Regions from separate parts of the Gossypium hirsutum genome. Here region 1 is linked to region 2. The links are chromatin contacts, called in public Hi-C maps. All regions are on one chromosome and are shown on one strand. The core of a region is the stretch at or near the end of the contact, and the rest is flanking DNA. Distances in the headings are between cores, read along the strand shown.

Evidence for each region. A called contact is a pair of places that touch in the nucleus more often than the background predicts.
Region 1: a contact with region 2 is called in a Hi-C map of leaf, with 2.3 times the contacts expected there. The contact joins the promoter of LOC107918002 here to the promoter of LOC121202977 in region 2. A contact is called at or near these places in 7 of 34 Hi-C or Micro-C datasets (callus, hypocotyl, leaf and 1 more).

Annotation. Positions count from the first base shown.
Region 1 is chrA01:23,286,044-23,288,947 of Gossypium_hirsutum_v2.1, reverse strand. It overlaps LOC107918002, which reads left to right and starts at 1,342. Exons shown (of 7, transcript XM_016847479.2): 1 at 1,342-1,902; 2 at 2,690-2,904. The coding sequence starts at 1,831.
Region 2 is chrA01:22,867,399-22,870,109 of Gossypium_hirsutum_v2.1, reverse strand. It overlaps LOC121202977 (zinc finger CCCH domain-containing protein 6), which reads left to right and starts at 1,370. Exons shown (of 4, transcript XM_041116467.1): 1 at 1,370-2,077. The coding sequence starts at 2,018.

The sequences.
Region 1 (2,904 bases), core at 93-2,592, 420 kb before region 2:
GTACACTTTGAATCGAAGTTGAATCAACTTTAAGGGACAAATTTGTACTATCCTATATACCATGAGATAGAAAATACTGCGTTGAGATCTTTTTTTGAGCGGGTTCATATCTCACGATTGTTTTGTTGGAGCAATTTCTAGACTAAAGCTAAATAGGGGTTTAGTTAATTATGGAAATAATCATACTTAAAAATAAATGGTTTAAATGGAATTGTGGAAGGTGGAAAGGGAAGGGCGCTTAGAAGGCAATTAAACCAATAAATGTTGAAAGTAAAAGAAAAAAAATGAAACAGCTGAATAGAAGACGCAGAGACATAGGAAGGAAAAAAAACATAAAGAATTTATTGAATGCCAAAGGTCAAGTGTCTGTTTAATTGACTAGAGCAACTAGGTATATACGCAATTCTAGTACTAAAATTTAGTTAAATTTTTCTAAAATATTATCACTAAATAAAAAAATTTTAAAATCAAATTTAAACTAGAAATTAAATTCAAATTAATTACAAAATTTTAACAATATAAAAAATCCTTCAATTTTTAGTTAGCCACCTCTATATATCATACGCTATCACTTTCCTTCAAATAAAAAAAATATTTTAATTAGAGTCTCTCAAAATTTTTGAAAAATTTCATTTTTCCTTGAAGTTTTTGGAAAAATTCAATTAGACCGCCTCAATTTTTTTAAAATTCTCATTATATTTTTTTTAGTTTTTTTTAAGTTTTAAATATGTTACTTTAATTTTTTTAAAAAATTCACATTAATCTCATAAAAATTAATTAGACCCCAAATTTTTTTAAAAAAATTCTCATTAAACTTTAAAAATTTTACTAGACATTTCTCTTTTCGCTCTACTCGTAATTTAATTGAAGCTTGAACCCGAGTTTCGATGAGGTTGAATGCACTGTTTTCGTTCTACCTTCCTTATTTATTTTATCTAATTCTAAAAAAAAGGGGCGAGAGAGTAGTCACAGATATTTGATTGTATCTTGATCTAATCTTTTTCGCCTTGTCCCGCGACAATAACTCTCTTAACTTAATCTCAAGATTTTTTTATTTTTGGTGAATTATAAAAGAAGAATCAAAATTCTAATAATAATATAACTAGTACGACTCGAAATCAGATTACACCTAAAACGATAAATCATTATTATTGATTATCAATATATATACACTTTCATATCAAATATAAATGAAGTAATTTCAATCAATGTAATTTACTGTTATAGTTAAAAACGATGTATGCCCTAAAACTAAGTTAAATCTAAAATAAATTTAAAAAAAAAAACCTAAAATTTACCGTAATCAAATCAATACCACTTTGAAGGTATGTGATAGACGCTTTAGTCAACGGTCAAAACCAATTACGCGGCGCCGCAACCAACAGCCAATACGGGTGCAGTCACCTGAAGAATTACCGTGAGATAGCGAGAGAAAGGGTTAGTGAAGGTAAAGAAGCCAAGTTCTACCCCCAAAAGAAAGAAACAGGGGAGCTTTTATTTGTAGTTAACTTTTGGTTGGCATTACCACACTCCGATTTGATTGAAAATCCGTGAAATCATCAAATCTAATTTGTCCCCATTTTCGACAGTAAAACCCCACCATCCCCCTGCTTTCAGTTTTTAGTTCTAGGTTTCCTCTTAAAATTCCCTCCCACACACTCTTTTTTGTACTTTTGTTTTTCGTTTTCATGTTTTATACAGTTGGAGAGACCCAAAGCGACGCTTCGCCAGACAGAAATCGTGGGAAGACAAAGTTGTAAAACGAATATAAATAAAAGGGGGGAGGGGTTGAAAGGCGGCTCCTTCTTGCTTGGTTGTGCTCCAAAATAGATGGGGGCTTTGGCTCCAGTCCTTTCCACTTGGATACCTGAAGATGACCTTCTTTTGAAGAACGCTATTGAGGTACTTGCCTTTTCTTTTCTCCTTCATTGGTTTTTAAGAAAATGAATAAAATAAAGATTGGGTCTTTTTCATACTTGTTTCAGGAATTGGTTTTACTTGTGGTCTCAATTCGACTTTTCTTCTGTTCGTATTTGCTGTCAGCTTGAAGTCTTCTTTGTTTTTCTAGTAGCTAGAAAATAATGCCTTTTTTTTTCTTTTAAATTTCTCGCCCCTTCTATTTCATTGTTTTATTTATTAGAGTTGCAGAGCTTATTTACGCGTCCGTCTTAGTCTTTTGGATGTATGGCACTGGTCCTGTTCTAGTCTTCAAATTCTGGGTTTATTGTGTTAAAGCGTGGATTCATTGCAATATAAGTTGGCTGTATTAAAAAAAAATTATACGATTCTTGCATTATGTTTATACAGTTAGGATATTCATAAGATTATCCTCCTGTTGTTGTTGTTGTTTCAGAGGAATACTATTGCATAATGCCAAAATTTGTCAGTAGATAGATTGCTTGTGAGAATGCGATGTAGAAATATTACTAATAAACATGGTTTGCGCTGTGCCAAAGTGTTTCTATTCATGGATGCAAATAGTTTTTCTAAAACATGAAATGACATTACTATGGTTGGTCTGGTAGTGCCCTTATTTGCAAAGAGTGCATGAACATCAACAGGAAAAAGGATCCAAATTGTGCATTTAGCATGACATTATCACCTTGTTTTGTTTTTCTTATCGTCCTATGAATTGTGTCTCTACTTTATTGAACCCTGTTTCAGTCTATTTCTTTGTATCCTTTTGCAGGCTGGTGCTTCTTTGGAATCTCTTGCTAAGGGTGCAGTGCAGTTCTCTAGGAAATTCTCGGTTAGAGAACTGCAAGATCGATGGCATTCTCTCCTTTATGATCCAGTTGTTTCCGAGGAGGCTTCTTCTCGCATAATTGAGTTTGAGCGTTCTGCTTCTTCCTTGTCTTCGAAATTTGGCAGAACAGGAAATTCAAAAGATGGCAAAAGTTTGGG
Region 2 (2,711 bases), core at 121-2,620:
TCAAACTATAGCGCTTGATGGTATTGACACACTCGTCTTTGCTCGCGAATCTATGACCCACGAACAACTATTCCAATTCAGGATCTTCTAACATCAAGTGAGTAGGTATGATGCCTAAGTACTCAGGGAACTCAGAAGCATGTGCCGTATCGGGATCAACGATTGACATATAGACATCGGGATCATTGCGTATGACGATGCCACGGCTCGAGTTTTCGACCGAAGGGGCATGATCATTTCCATTATTTTATCCTTCGTCGTGGATATCGTCTGCGACATCGTCTAAATCGGGGTCACTAAAATCTTCACATTCATGATCAGAACAATCATTATTATCAGATCCATCTTCACCAAGTGCATCAATTTCAATAACGTCTGGATATATTTGCAATCCACCACTGTACTAACCTAAACATCCAACGTTGAGATCGATGTCAAAATCGTGCATAAACAACTTGGGAACCTCGGTACACGAGTCTTCAACTCCAAGTTGTTGACTTAACTGAGTTACATTTTCAACGGGCTTTGCATCTGCTAACTCAGCAAATAACTGAATCGGTTCAGGGTTCAACCTCCCTGGCGGGTAATATAATACGACCATTGTCTCAACGTCTTTATCGTCCAGAAGTTCCATCTCGGTAAATTTGATAGGATTTGACGAAATTGGAAATTTGTCATATAGTTTCATCATCCTCCTTCCATAACGCCGGGAAATTTTTTCACTGACCTTCTATTTCATATCACTGACGAACATATTCTTATCGAATATCATTCCGATTTTTTGACGAGTTTTAAAAATATAACCAATGGTTGTTTCTAAAATAACACCATCGAAGTAAATTGTTGCAAAAAATTGGTTGTACTTTTTTTTTTGAAATTGCAAAAATAGAAGAAAAAAAAACTTAATTATTTTATTATAATTGTATAAGTTTACTTTTTATTGTTATTTTATTAAAAACTAACTATTTTTTTTAAAAGAAGGAACATTTGGCTATTCTTTAAACCATAACAAACAAAATAAATTGTAATATAAAAAAATAAAATGCCAAAATAATTAGTATTAACCTTCTAAAATATAAGTGAAGAGACTTAATTGCAATTTTCAAATAAGGGAGGGGAGGATATTCAAAAAAAAAAGTCTCTATTTAACTCAAGAACTAATGTGTGAGGTTGAGGGATCAAATCAATCACTTTTTATAATAAAAAATAATAATATAATAATAAAATATTTTTTAAGTTAAAAAAAATATTTTATTAAGAATAATAGAGTGTCTTCTGACACATCAACATATTAAAAAGATAATTTTTTTAAAAGAGAAAAACGATACCGTCGATTAATAGGATGTTGTAACGTGTTGATTTTTCAGTTTTGCGTACAATTAGAATGGAGGAAATAATGAAGTGTTAAGTCCTTTCATCGTTAAACTCAAATTTTCAGAAAACCAAAACTATGCCAAGAACCTCCTCTACTTCTATCCCCACAGCGCGTCCAATACAACTCCACAACCTCCCCCCCCCTGCACGCGTCAAACTAACGCGTGTGGCAGCTTTCACTCAACAGAATCTACAAGTACAGAACCGAAAGCCTCCTAAAACGAAACTAGTACACAAACAAATTTAGGGGAAAAACAAAATTAGATAGGAAAACGGCAAGGCAGCAAAGCAAACCCAGAGGATCTAGGGTTGCCTTGGATCTCTCTGTTTCCAAAGACACATATTTAGGTCTCTCTCTCTTTTTTCAATCCATTACTTCTTTGTTTTTCATGTAAATTAGGGTTTTCGAAACGTGTAAGTTGATGCAAAGGCTGAGAGACTCCTTTGTTTTTGGGACAGTGGTGTCTTGCTCTTAAGGTTTTAACCTTTTTTTTTATCGATCGAAATCGAATTCTAAAATCGGTGATTCTGGGAATTGGACTCTTTTATCAATTTTATCAGAATCGATGATGGAAAAGGCGGATTTTTGAGATTTTTTAATCTTTAATTTATAATATTTATTTTATTTTTGCTATCTGTCAATATGCGAGGACTGCACAAATCAAAAAAGGTTACTTGGGCACCGGATATTAACCTTTGTCAGGTAAGGATTGCTCTTTTAGTTTCGCAATTCCTAAAATTTGAGCTCCGTTTTAGCTGAAATAGAGAAATGGAAATGAGGGTGGAAAATTTTGAAGTTAAATGGACCTTTATTTTCTTAAACCTGTTAACTGTGTTTGAATTTTATTTGAATCTATTTGGTGATTACTAGTTCATTATTAGTCTTCTTGCAAAGCATAACTACGAATGTGCTTTTTCATTTTTGGTGAGGGCATTGTTGTATGAAGCCTTTTAGAGTATGAATGATGGAGTTCTTTCATTCTCTTTCGGTAGTATTTATGGCTAGTTTAGGTTTTACTTAACTGGTTTTATGGGAATAAAAATCAATGGAGTTTGGAAATATGTTATGCAAGTTAGACATAGAATATGAAAGAACAGTAGTAAAAGACTTTGATTTTTAGGTCATTCAGAAATTTCAACGACAATAAATATATAGCTGCAATAAACTTCCCCGGCTCGTCAATTCCTTTCATTTAATGTTCATTTACTGATCTACAGAGAACAAAATAACACATAACTAGGGTACGAAATTGAAATCTCGATCAATGCATGTTAAGTTAATAATGTTTGTTAAGTTCTGAAGTCTTGACTTCAAATTTTTGCTTTTAGTTATCAGA